Linked DNA regions of Mus musculus: region 2 is linked to region 1. A link is a contact called in public HiChIP or PLAC-seq data. All regions are on one chromosome and are shown on one strand. Each heading gives the region's core, a stretch centred on a gene start, on an enhancer-like site or on the middle of the called end of the contact. The rest is flanking DNA. Distances are from core to core; before and after follow the strand shown.

Region 1 (5,597 bases), core at 1,709-4,208:
ACAGGAAAATGTTTTATAAAACAGTCCAAGCTTCTTAGTTTTTTGGGTTTGTTTGTTTGAGACAAAAAAAAAAAAAATTTATAGCCTTGGCTGTCCTGAAACTTGCGAGGTAAATGAGGCTGTCCTTGAACTCAGAGTTCTCTCTGCCTCTCTCTCTTGAGTCCTGGGATTAAAGGTGTGTACTACCATGCCTGGCAAGTTCAAATTTCTTAATTTAATTTCTTACTCTGTTTCTCTCTCACTCCCTCTATCTGTTTCTTCCTCATTCCTCTCTTTCTGTCTTTTTGTCTATCATTCATCTTCTGATTTCCTTCCTCTCTTCCTGTCTGTCTTCTTTCCTCCTTCTTTCTTTTGGGATAGTGTCTTACATAGCCCAGACTAGCCTTCAACTCACTATGTCACCTAGGATTACTTTGCATTTCTGATCCTCCTCCTTGTGCCTCCACCTTCCCAGTGCTGCAGTTACAAGTCACAGTCACAGTTCCCAGTGTATTTAGTGACAGGGCCTCCTGCTTGCTAGACAATGATTCTACCAACTGAGCTACAACTCTGGCCCTATTTTGTATGTTCCTTTCTATAAATATACATCACTCTCATCACATAGCTTCATGCAGATCGGGATGAACTCTTCTTTTTGTAGGAGTTTCCTACTGGTCTCCTTGATGGATGCTTCAGACCCACTCTGATCTTTGTGCTCAAAACTTGTATCAGAGTCACTTTATAATGAAATTTTACTTGATTTCACCAAACCTTATAATTAGAGGCACTAGTTCTCCTGCGGGCAGGGCAATGAATGAGCACAGACATTACAGGTACGGGTCCCCTTATCTAAGACCTTGACTTCCACAGGGGTCTGGGATATGACAACAAATAGGGTTATAAGTTTCAACAGCTACACCTTTAAGTGTCCCCAAGAAGGGAGGTCACAGCAGCACTCCTAGAGAATTCTGCCTGATACTGCTGATCTAGGAGACATTGATCTCAGACACAGACAGGAAGGAGCTGCTCTCCCCTTGATCAGAAAAAAAGTGCCTATCATTTTCAGTGATTGACACTGCAGGGCCACTTACTCTCCATAGGATACCATGGGGCCTCGCTTCATTGAGAAGTGTGAGAGTGTGACAGGGAACTGTCCCAGAGGAAGAGAGATGGGGGAAGTGTTGACTATTTCTGAACCTGACTCTGAGGACGTGGCTCTCTTCCTGCTTTCGCTGACTCTGCTCCTGCCCCACTTCCTAGTCTGTTGCTCCTGAGCTCCTCATCCTTCATCCTGGCCACCAACTCTTCTCCCTTGGTTGGTCCTGTGCAGTTTTGAGTCTCTGAGTGGACCCACTGGACTCCTCAGTTATAATCAGGGTTTTCACAGTCATTAGGTACTGACCACTTGAAAGAGACGTTGTGTACACTATAGCATCTGGACCAGCCCCGGTAGGGGTCCAAAGGGAAGTTGGCCTTTAGAGCCCTGCTTGGTAAATAACAGGCCAGGGCTGTGGATGAGGTCACTTCCCTAACCCTTGGACAGAGAAGTCTTTCATAATAATCTATGTATAAACAACAGTTAGGTTCTCTCCAATGGAAAGATTGAGAGTTTGGACAAGTAAGCCGTGAGTGCTTTTGAGGCAGCCCTAGGGAGAAAATGGCCTGAGGGATCAAAGAGCTGCCACCTGTCAAGCACCACCCCACCCTCCATATTCTACCTGCAAGTGCCAGTACTCCTCCTAATCTGGGGCTCCAGTTCAGTTTCTCTTATCCTCTTACTTCCTGGGACTCCCTTAGGAAAAGCAAAATTCTTGGCAATGAACTTATGCTGTCAACCACTAACTGAGTTAATGTTGGAGCTTTCTCACCTGACACATGTATTTCCAAGAGATCGCTGGGTTCCGACCACACCTGGGGGCTGTTGACATGATAGCCGTAACATCTGAATATCCACCTTTGACTGGGGGTCACGGGGCCCACAGTAAATAGGCCCTGGAATTGCCCCGTAGAGTTTATAAACTCTGATTCCTGGATCAAGGACCACTTCTGTTCTCCTTCCTTGGTCAGAACAAACCTGTTAAATCCCAGTGTTGAGACACACTGAAGGGTTACAGTCTCCCCTGAATTCACAACATTGCTGGGCTGGGTGGACAGGCTGGGTTTACTATAGAGTCCTAGAAGAGAAAGTTGTAGCGTGTTAAGTGGGACTATCCAGGCTGCATTGCCTTCCAGTGTTGAGCTGTGAGACAGGACACTCTTGAAAGTAGACCCCTTTCCTGAGGTGCTTAGCTTGGGACTGAGTGTTCTCTCACCTGTCACTGCAAGCTCTAGAGGGTCACTGTGCTCTGACCACCCAGTGGGGGTCTTATAGTAACAGCGATATATCCCCCCAGATCGTTGTTCAATTGATGGGATCAAGAACTGAGCTTTGTTTGTGGTCTTCGGAGTGTTCCGTGTGCGCCAAGGATGTGGACCCCCCTCTTTATAAAGACGGTATTCCCGGGCCCCTGTGGTCACCTCACATGAGATGGTCACCTGCTTCCCTTTGGCAACCACCAATCCTGGCTGAACACTAAGGGTTGGCTTGTGCGGATTCCCTGCAAAGAAATGAGGGAAACAGTCATACAATATCGCCCCTCGATCTCAGCCTTCAGCTCTAGTACCCCTTCCCTGGTATCATCTGATGTTCTCGAGCCCCACTGAGCGGGGGAAGCTTCAGTTCCCGAGTGAGGAGCGATCTGGAGCAGTACTCACCTTCCGACATGGAGGTCTCTTGGCCCAGATTCAGCCCTAGAAGAGAATCCCCCATGAAAAGTTTGCCCCTAACACCTACCTAAGCGCTCTTTCGCTTCACTGGAATCTCTTAAACACCCTGAAGCTTCCTGATTGGCTAGAACCCGGCTGTATGGCCATTATTACCCTTCTCCTCTTCAAATCTTACCCAGACAGAGCACAGCTGTGAAGACGAAGGTCATGGCACTTTCTCTCAGTGGCTGCAATTGTACTTTTGGGAGAGACCACAGTGTCTGGCCAGATCGACAAATATCACAAAGTATGGGACGTTTAGAGAGGCGGGATTCCTAGAATCACATGATTACACAGAGGAACCTTCAGAGTACACACAGGAAGGGAAACAGCCCTCCTTAGGCAACTGCCTCTCATTTCCCCAGGACTGTGATTTGAATAAGCTCCAGAAATTCTTACAGATACGGTCATCTCGCTTAACCTCAATTATTAAGAGTGCAGCAGAAACAAAATACCTTTGTTACCTTCCTTTGCTGGCCCCTTCCAGCTGAGGGTGGCTAAAGATTGATCTTTCTCTCTTAAAAACTCCCCATAGAGAATCCACTCTTCCAGCTCATCCTTCCAAAGCTCTGGGGAGTCCTTACATAGATCAGTTATCTTGTAGCCATAAACATTCTTCTGGGATGATGCAGATTGATGTTCATGATGGGGGCAGAGTAGCAGGCACACTGAGCATTTAACTGTGCCCCTCACAGGGAGCTTCATTCTGGGGATGGGCATGGAGGGGAACACACAGAGATGGGGAAGGAAACATAGCTGTTCTTGTGGTTCTGGGAGTGGGTGTCACTGTCCCCTGAAGAACAGCCCCCAGCATAGACCTCACTTTCTTTTCTTACTAACATCATCTGCCTCCATCTCTCTGAGAACAATACTCAGAGCTGTTCCTTCCCTTCTCACTGTTTATGTTTTTTTCTGGGGCCGTGTTCTCCTTGCTGGAAGAAGGTTTGCTTTCTCCCTAAGACCTGCAAGTTAGTCATTGGTGGTGCCAGTTTGAAGACTAGCATCTCATCGCTAAGGTTCCACCTTTGGAGCCTGTTGTCAGCCTGTTGTTCACTACTCAGATTGAGCATTGAATTGTGCCATGGTGTCTGGGACATTCATGAGTTCATCCATCAAAAGCAAGTGTTTGGGGCATGAGAAGTTCATGCTGTTGTTGCATCGTTTAGGTGCTCACTAATGTGTGTGTGTGTGTGTGTGTGTGTCTGTCTGTCTTTCTCTGTTCCATGTATCTACACGTGGTCCATCATAATATGTGTGAAAACTTCAGATAGTCATGGTCAGGGGAAGAAAACGAGAATAAAAGATTCCTGAATGGAGAAGAACCCATTTCCTAGATCACAGGGGCAGGAAGTACAGTGGATGTGCCATCTTCGGAGTTCTGTATGGGAATTTGCTCTCCAAGTGGTAGGATCAGGAATTCTAGCAAAGACAGCCATCTGTGGTTCCAATCTCCTCGTTGCAGACAAGTGCTGGGATGTCTAAATTCATTATCCAAACCCCACAGTCAGCACTGAGCTCTATGAATACATAAGACAGATCTACTCCAGTATTTGTCACTGTGGTAGTTTGAATATGCTTGGCCCCATGGAAGGTGGCACTATTAGAAGGTGTGACCTTGTTAGAGTGGGTGTGGCCTTGTTGGAGGAAGTTTATCACTGTGAGGATGGGCTTTGGAGTTCTATGCTCAATCTCTGCCCAAGACAAAAGAGAGGCTCTGCCTGCCTGGCTGCCTGCCTGCCTGCTGAAGACAGTCTCCTCCTGGCTGCCTTTAGATCAAGATATAGAACTCTCATCTCCTCCAGAACCAAGTCCGCATGCATACTGTCATGCTTCCCACCATGATGATAATGAACTGAACCTCTGAAACTCTAGGCAAGCCACAATTAAATATTTTCTCTTATAAGACCTGTCTTGGTCATGCTGTCTCTTCTCAGCAATTGAAACCCAAACTAAGACAGTCACCCATGGTCATCCATCACATAAGTCTGAATGTGAGGGTCCCACTGAAGCCCTCCCTGACAGTCACAATTCTGAGCATATGCCAAGTGTAGAGAAATAGATACCACATTGCAGAGCTGATGAACAAGCTCCCTGAGCTTCCTGTTTTCTAGGTCAGACTAGAAGAAACCTTCTGTAGACAATCTGGGTCAGGAAAGGCAAGACTGCTAACAGGAATGAATAGAACAGAGAGCTAGAAGTAGGTAGGTATCATTTTAGTGAGAAGTTGTGGGTTGGAACCCTTCATTTAAAGTAGTTCTATTTAAGTGATAGAAGAGGCTGTGTTGGAGTGTGAGAGTCTGAGGGAGTATCAGGAAAGAAACTCCTCTATGCAGAACTCCACAAACACTGAAGATGAGGGACTGTTTTCCACTCTCCCCACCTCCACAGCATCACATGGATCCTATTAGTGGTAGATGGATCTGAGAACATCACCTTTCAACTCAACAAAACTATGCCAGTAATTCACTTCATAAACTTGTGCTTTGATCCACCTTTCTTGAAGAAGCTTCTTTTTGCAGTACGCTCATTCATAACTGATCAAAAGACAACAAGTAATTATAACTCCTTAACTCTGTATCACTTTTTCTACCAAGGCTTAGTGAACATCATGAAAGAGGAGTAGAAAGAATATAAAAGCCAGAGGATGGGGACGGGGGCTGTGAAATACTGTCTTATGAACATGAATAGCTGTTGTATACATAAACATATAGCAGCTGAGGTTACCTATACAAAATCCCTGTGTGTGTGTGTGTGTGTGTGTGTGTGTGTGTGTTTGTGTGTGTGTGTGTGTACTGTTGGCAGTTGATGGCTGC
Region 2 (5,597 bases), core at 2,052-4,551, 610 kb before region 1:
CTAGGCTGGCCTCAAACTCAGAGTACTGGGATTAAAGGCATGTGCCACCACTGCCTGGCTTTTATTATTTTTAACCAGGATCTTGATCTATAGCCCAAACTGACCTCTAACTCCTGATAATCCTCCTGACTCAGCTTCCATTTTTTCCTTTCTAAGCTTGCTACGCTTGTTCAAAATGCTCTTCATGAGACTTAACCAGAGGACAAAGTCTCTGCTGGGCTTTTTTGAGACTTCCTTTGTCAATGCAATTAATATTAATCTCTTTACCTTAGCCTCAGGTAGACTCTTCAGAGAAGGGCAAAAAGTAGCCACATTCTTTACCAAAATATCATAAGAACAGTCTCTCGGCCACATACTAAAATTCTTCTCTTCTTAGACCTCTAGAGCCAGGCTTCCACAGTTCAAATCACCCTCCGCAACAAGTCTTCCATATTCCTACTAGGATGGCCCACTAAGTTGCACTTAAAACATTCCACTGCTTTCAAATCCAAAGTCCCAAAATTCACATTCTTTCAAACAAAGGCATGGTCAGGTTATCCTATCACAGCAATACCCCACTCCCAGTACCAACTTCTGTCTTAGTTAGGGTTTTGCTGCTGTGAACAGACACCATGACCAAAGCAACTCTTATAAGAACATTTCATTGGGACTGGCTTACAGGTTTAGAGGTTCAGTCCATTGTCATCAAGGTGGGAATATTACAGAGTCCAGGCAGACGTGGGGCTGGAGGAGCTGAGAGTTCTACCTCTTGTTCCAAAGACACCTAGAAGATTGGCTTCCAGGCAGCTAGGATGAGGGTCTTAAAGCCCATGCCCACAGTGACACCAATGAGGCCACATCTCCTAATGGTGCCACTCCCTGGGCCAAGCCTATACAAACCATCACAAGGTCCAAGGCCCCTATGCTGAGTCTGTGAACCCTCAAAATGATGGGGAAACCCCAGAGCTGAACATTCAGGTCATCTTACCTTACCTTACCTTACCTTACCTTACCTTACCTTCATACAGCTCTATTGAGTATCTGTCCTGCCAGCCCTTGTGGTACACTCAGGACAGGGATAGTGTCCAGCCTTCCTGGAGTTTGCATCACAGCATGGTGATACAAAGCCAATCCTATGGACAGTTGACAGCTTCTGGGAGACAGTTGTCTTTAAGGGTGTGGTCTCACACTCCACAAAGTATATGAGCAGCACATATTGGAATCAGTTGGTTATTAAAAGTAAAAAGCACAGCTACCATTGACGGGGATGGGGAGGTGGGTTTATCTGGGAGGAGCTTAGGAAAGGAGTTGATGATGAGTATTGTCTTAGTTAGGGTTTTACTACTGTGAACAGACACCATGACCAAGGCAACTCTTATAAAGAACAACATTTAATTGGGCTGGCTTACAGGTTCAGAGGTTCAGTCCATTATCATCAAGGCAGGAGCATGGCAGCATCCAGGCAGGCATGGTGCAGGAGGAACTGAGAGTTCTACATCTTCATCTTAAGGCTGCTAGGAGAATACTGCTTCCAGGAAGCTAGGGCTGTGTTTCCCTCAGTCCAATAATTGTAGCTGAGTGTGGCCAATACTGTCAGGTTGGGGAGGAGAGGGAGGAGGGAGCCTGGGCCACGTCTTAGGAAAGATTTGGCGTTTCACAATAACCGAGCCATTGTCTCTTTCTCTCTCACATACATTTACATACCCACATAAACATGTACGTACACACACACACACACACACACACACACACACACGCAGTCTGCAGAGTACTTGTCTAGCTTTGGCAAGGCCCTGGGTTCTATCCCAACCAAATCAACATCAACAAAGAAATAAAACTCATGTGGGGAGAGTGCTGTCCTCTGCCGCAGATCGTGCGCGCGCAGGTTAGGAGTCAGCTCCCTTTTAGAGAAGTCTACATCCATGCTTTGGTGTTTATCTTCTTACCAGGAAATTCCATAGACTACTGGGGCCACAAGCAAGAGAAAAAGCACCTCTCTTTGTTCCTAAACTCTATATTAAAATATCTTTAATAAACCTCAACTATGCTTCATTGAGAAAGAAAGAGTACAGGAGCTGGCCACCATCAAATTGGTGAATAGTCAAAAGATTACATTATGTGGCCTGGGACAAAGAAGGGAAACCAACAAATCCCATAAACAGTGGTGGGGTTTAACCAGGGAAGAGAAGTGGAGGTGCAGGATTTGCATTTTTTGGTATAATTTTCTGGAGATAAACTTGGCTGGACTGTTTGATTGCCAGTAATGTGGTTGATTATTCTTGTTCCACCAAGAGAGAGTTGTGTAAATTCGTTGAGAGTTCATGAGTTCGTTGGGTCTGTGTGTGGGAGAGCTGAGAGCTAAAGGAATGACCCAGGAAAGATGAGACTAGTGAAGAAGATGGACATGGAGGTAGACAAGATAACCCAAACCATCTGCTCTTAGTGGTCCCAAGGCAAGAGCATACCAAGATGGCGGGGAACAGCTCAACCAGGCAAGTGTGAGGGAGAGGTCACCTGGAAAACAGGAAAAAGAAGTAGTTGACTGGAGAAGCGATGCTGTCAGAATAAGGGAGATCAAGATGAAGAGGTGCTCCTCAGATTCTCTATTCCGGAGATAGGGCTTCTTCACTTCCTCATCTCCTTTGCCTGCAGATTCAGAAGATCCTCAAGGAGCCAGTCACAGACATCGGACTGTTAGGCTTCTTCCAAGGCAAGAAAAACTCCCTGTTGCCCAACTCCAGGACCTGACTTGAAGGAAGCACCCACCCTCCTTGTCACCCAGACGTTGATGGATGACTTTTCCTTCATCCATGGATCCCAAGAGTGGTGCAGTCCGCCAGGAGAACCGCCCCCGTGGGAGAGGAGGCGTGGTTCTGTCTTCCGATTGGGCAGCTGGTCCCGGAAATGCAAATGAAATTCCTTGATGCTGGGTGGGAATTGGTTTAGAGAAAGGTGGAGGTGGGGCTGGGCCCCGGGCCACTTCACGAAGCGGGAAAAGGAGGGGGAACAAATGTCACAACTGGGACCCTGTCTCGGAGAATAAACATTTATGTGACTGAGGACCGAACCATTATTGGGTTTAGGGGGCATCACGGGGGCTACAAGGGTCTGTGGGAGGAAGAAAGTGGGGTCTCCTCCAGGTGGGGTGGGGGAGGCGCCTCTCCAAGCTCCAAGCCGGCGCGAGACACAGGCGAGGGCTGGCAGCGGCCACATCTGCACTGGGGCCGGTGCGCATCTGCAAAAGAAAGAGCTGCCGGCCAGGGTCCCCACCACGCAGCCTGCCGCCCCCACCCCCATCAGCGCGCGCGCGCCCAGCCCCGCGGGCTGGCAGACACGCGCTCGCTCTGCCTACCCTGGCTGGCCCCCACGCTGCCACCCCCGATTCCCTGAAGGTCCCGCATCCGGAAAGTGAGGTGAGCGCATCCGTACCTGGTGAGGAGGGGTAAACTGAGGCACGGGGGAAAAAGAGGGATGGGGAGGAATGGACAAGTATGTGAATGGATGGGATGGACAGTTGCTGCTCCGTGGTCCTTACTCGCCCAAGACGCAGAATTCTGCAGCCCCTTGGAGATCAGAGTGTTCAAACTCTACAGACGCCCCTCCGCCTCCACCGCGTCAAACCCTCACCCGAGATTCGCAGACTCCATCCCCAGCCTGGGGGCCTTTGAAGGCATCCCGTGTCCACCAGAGATGCAAGGACCAGTCCAACCCCATTGACAATCAAACTCACCCACCGCCGCCGCAGATCCTAGCAGCCCAGCCCCCTCCCACAAGTTACCTAGCCCAGTACACCCTCCCCGGGGACCTAGGAGTTCCATCCATCCTCCGGAGCCCCTTGGGACACGGGCGTCGGAGCCCCGGCCCCCGCGTTCCGGTTCCAGGTGTCCCCTCCGCACACCCAGCCCGAAGCCTGCGTCTCGAGGCCGCGCTCGCGTCGCCATGGCAACGGGAGTCTATTTTGCGCTGGGAACACACAGCTCCCTCCGCAGCGCCCCCCACCCACTCTGCTCAAGAGTGAGGGGCTCAAAGGGCGGGGAACAGTGCAGTGATGAGAATGAGACACTTAGAAGGGACAGAATCCCGGGACAGACAAGCAGAGATTGAGAGAGCCCCTGACAGAGGAACTGGGTGTGGAAATTACAAGGAGGCTACAGATCCAGGCGGGGGAGGTTGGGGATGGAGGGCCCAGACAGAGATCCGGACAGAGCCCTAGACAGACGCAGAGATGCAGAGGAACAGAAACCCGACGGCAGAGCCAGGTTAGAAAGAGAGAAGACAGCCGGCTGCACGTAGGCAGGGGGCCTAAGAAGAGAATGGACGGAGACTCTAGGCAGGGACCCCAGACAGCCCAGACAAAGTAGCGCTGCATGTGGTATCCACGCTATCCTTAGCAGGCAGGGATTTGGGGGTCTTTCCCAGCGCCACAGTAGCCAGGACCTGCTACTCTCCTCTCCCTCCTTCTACAGGTCCCCAATCTTGCCTGCTTTCCGCATTCCCACCTCAAACCGACTTCCTAATCCCTGAGATTCCTAGGAACCCCTTCCACATGCTCCTACCCCCTTCCCTGATCTGTGCCCCCACCACCACCTCCTCAGCCGCCACCTGCAGACCCCACTCGGGCCATTTTAGACTTTATTGGTTGTGCCCTCCCCATCCCTAGATCTCACTTCTCTCGCTGTCTTTTACTTCCCCTCCCAATCCCAGGGCCTCTGTTTCTCTCTCTGGGTCTCCTACTCTCTGTGTCTCAGCCTCTGTCTACTTTCCATCACTAACCCATCCTTCTGGTACCACCTTCTGCGGGTTTCTGTCTCTTCCCTGACTATCTCTGTCTTCCTCTTTTCGTCTGCGTTCCCCTCTTCCTGGATCCTGTTCCTCCGTCCCTTTCTCGGCTCTCAGGCGTCCTCACCACGCCTCCCCCCACCTGCTGCTGTTCTCTGCAAGGACCCTCGGGAGGCACTCCGATCCACCCAGCCCAGCCCACTTCTGACATCCTAGCCAGCATTCTCCACCCCCAGCTGGCAGGGATGGGATAGGACTTATTGGGGGCTTGCTTTTCCGAGGCTGGCTCTTTTTCTCTGTAACACCTTGTGTCATTCAAGTCCTGAGCTGGATTTGAGAACCAAGCAAGGTGCAACCGAAGGAAGAACCTGGGTTTTGGGCCTCCTTTCCCACCCACCCCCTCAGGCTGTGGAGGAGGACATTGCCTTGTGAGTGAGAACTAGAGGTCGGGGGCGGTGTAGGGCTGGGGCGGAGTAGGAGATGGGGCGGGGAGGGGGCGGGGCAGGAGTTCTCACATGCCAGTTGCAGATTCTGCGCAGCTGGGCCAGAGTGTGATTGCACCTATAGGGCTGCATGACAGAGCTCGGATGAGCGAGGACGCCTGCCTGCCTGCCCGCCAGCCCAGTGCAGGGAGCTGGTATAGAGATGTAATGTTTGTGGTATGCCTTAACATATGAGCCTTGAACACTGATGGTTAAAATATGTACAAATGTTTATATGTCCGTGTGGAGTGATTATGTGTATGTGCGCGCACACACGCACTCACACATATGTTCTCGAAGGGTGTATAGGCGCATCACCAGACTGACACCGAGTGCCCTTGCTTTGAGGCTGCAGTT

Evidence for each region. HiChIP or PLAC-seq counts read pairs in DNA pulled down with a chosen protein or histone mark.
Region 2: an H3K4me3 HiChIP or PLAC-seq map of bone marrow-derived macrophages shows a contact between it and region 1, with 4 times the contacts expected there. The contact joins the promoter of Shisa7 here to the promoter of Lilra5 in region 1. A contact is called at or near these places in 1 of 39 promoter capture datasets (cranial neural crest) and 1 of 115 datasets of contacts at active chromatin or transcription factors (bone marrow-derived macrophages).

What each region holds. Positions count from the first base shown.
Region 1 is chr7:4,235,115-4,240,711 of GRCm38.p6, reverse strand. Lilra5 (leukocyte immunoglobulin-like receptor, subfamily A (with TM domain), member 5) reads right to left here and starts at 2,958. Exons shown (of 6, transcript NM_001081239.2): 1 at 2,921-2,958; 2 at 2,734-2,769; 3 at 2,292-2,576; 4 at 1,848-2,153. The coding sequence starts at 2,954.
Region 2 is chr7:4,842,400-4,847,996 of GRCm38.p6, reverse strand. It overlaps Shisa7 (shisa family member 7), which reads left to right and starts at 3,301. Exons shown (of 6, transcript NM_172737.4): 1 at 3,301-3,392. Isoc2b (isochorismatase domain containing 2b) reads left to right here. Exons shown (of 6, transcript NM_026158.2): 6 at 2,632-3,037. The coding sequence ends at 2,727. Gm36127 (a long non-coding RNA gene) reads right to left here. Exons shown (of 2, transcript XR_881804.2): 2 at 3,012-3,214.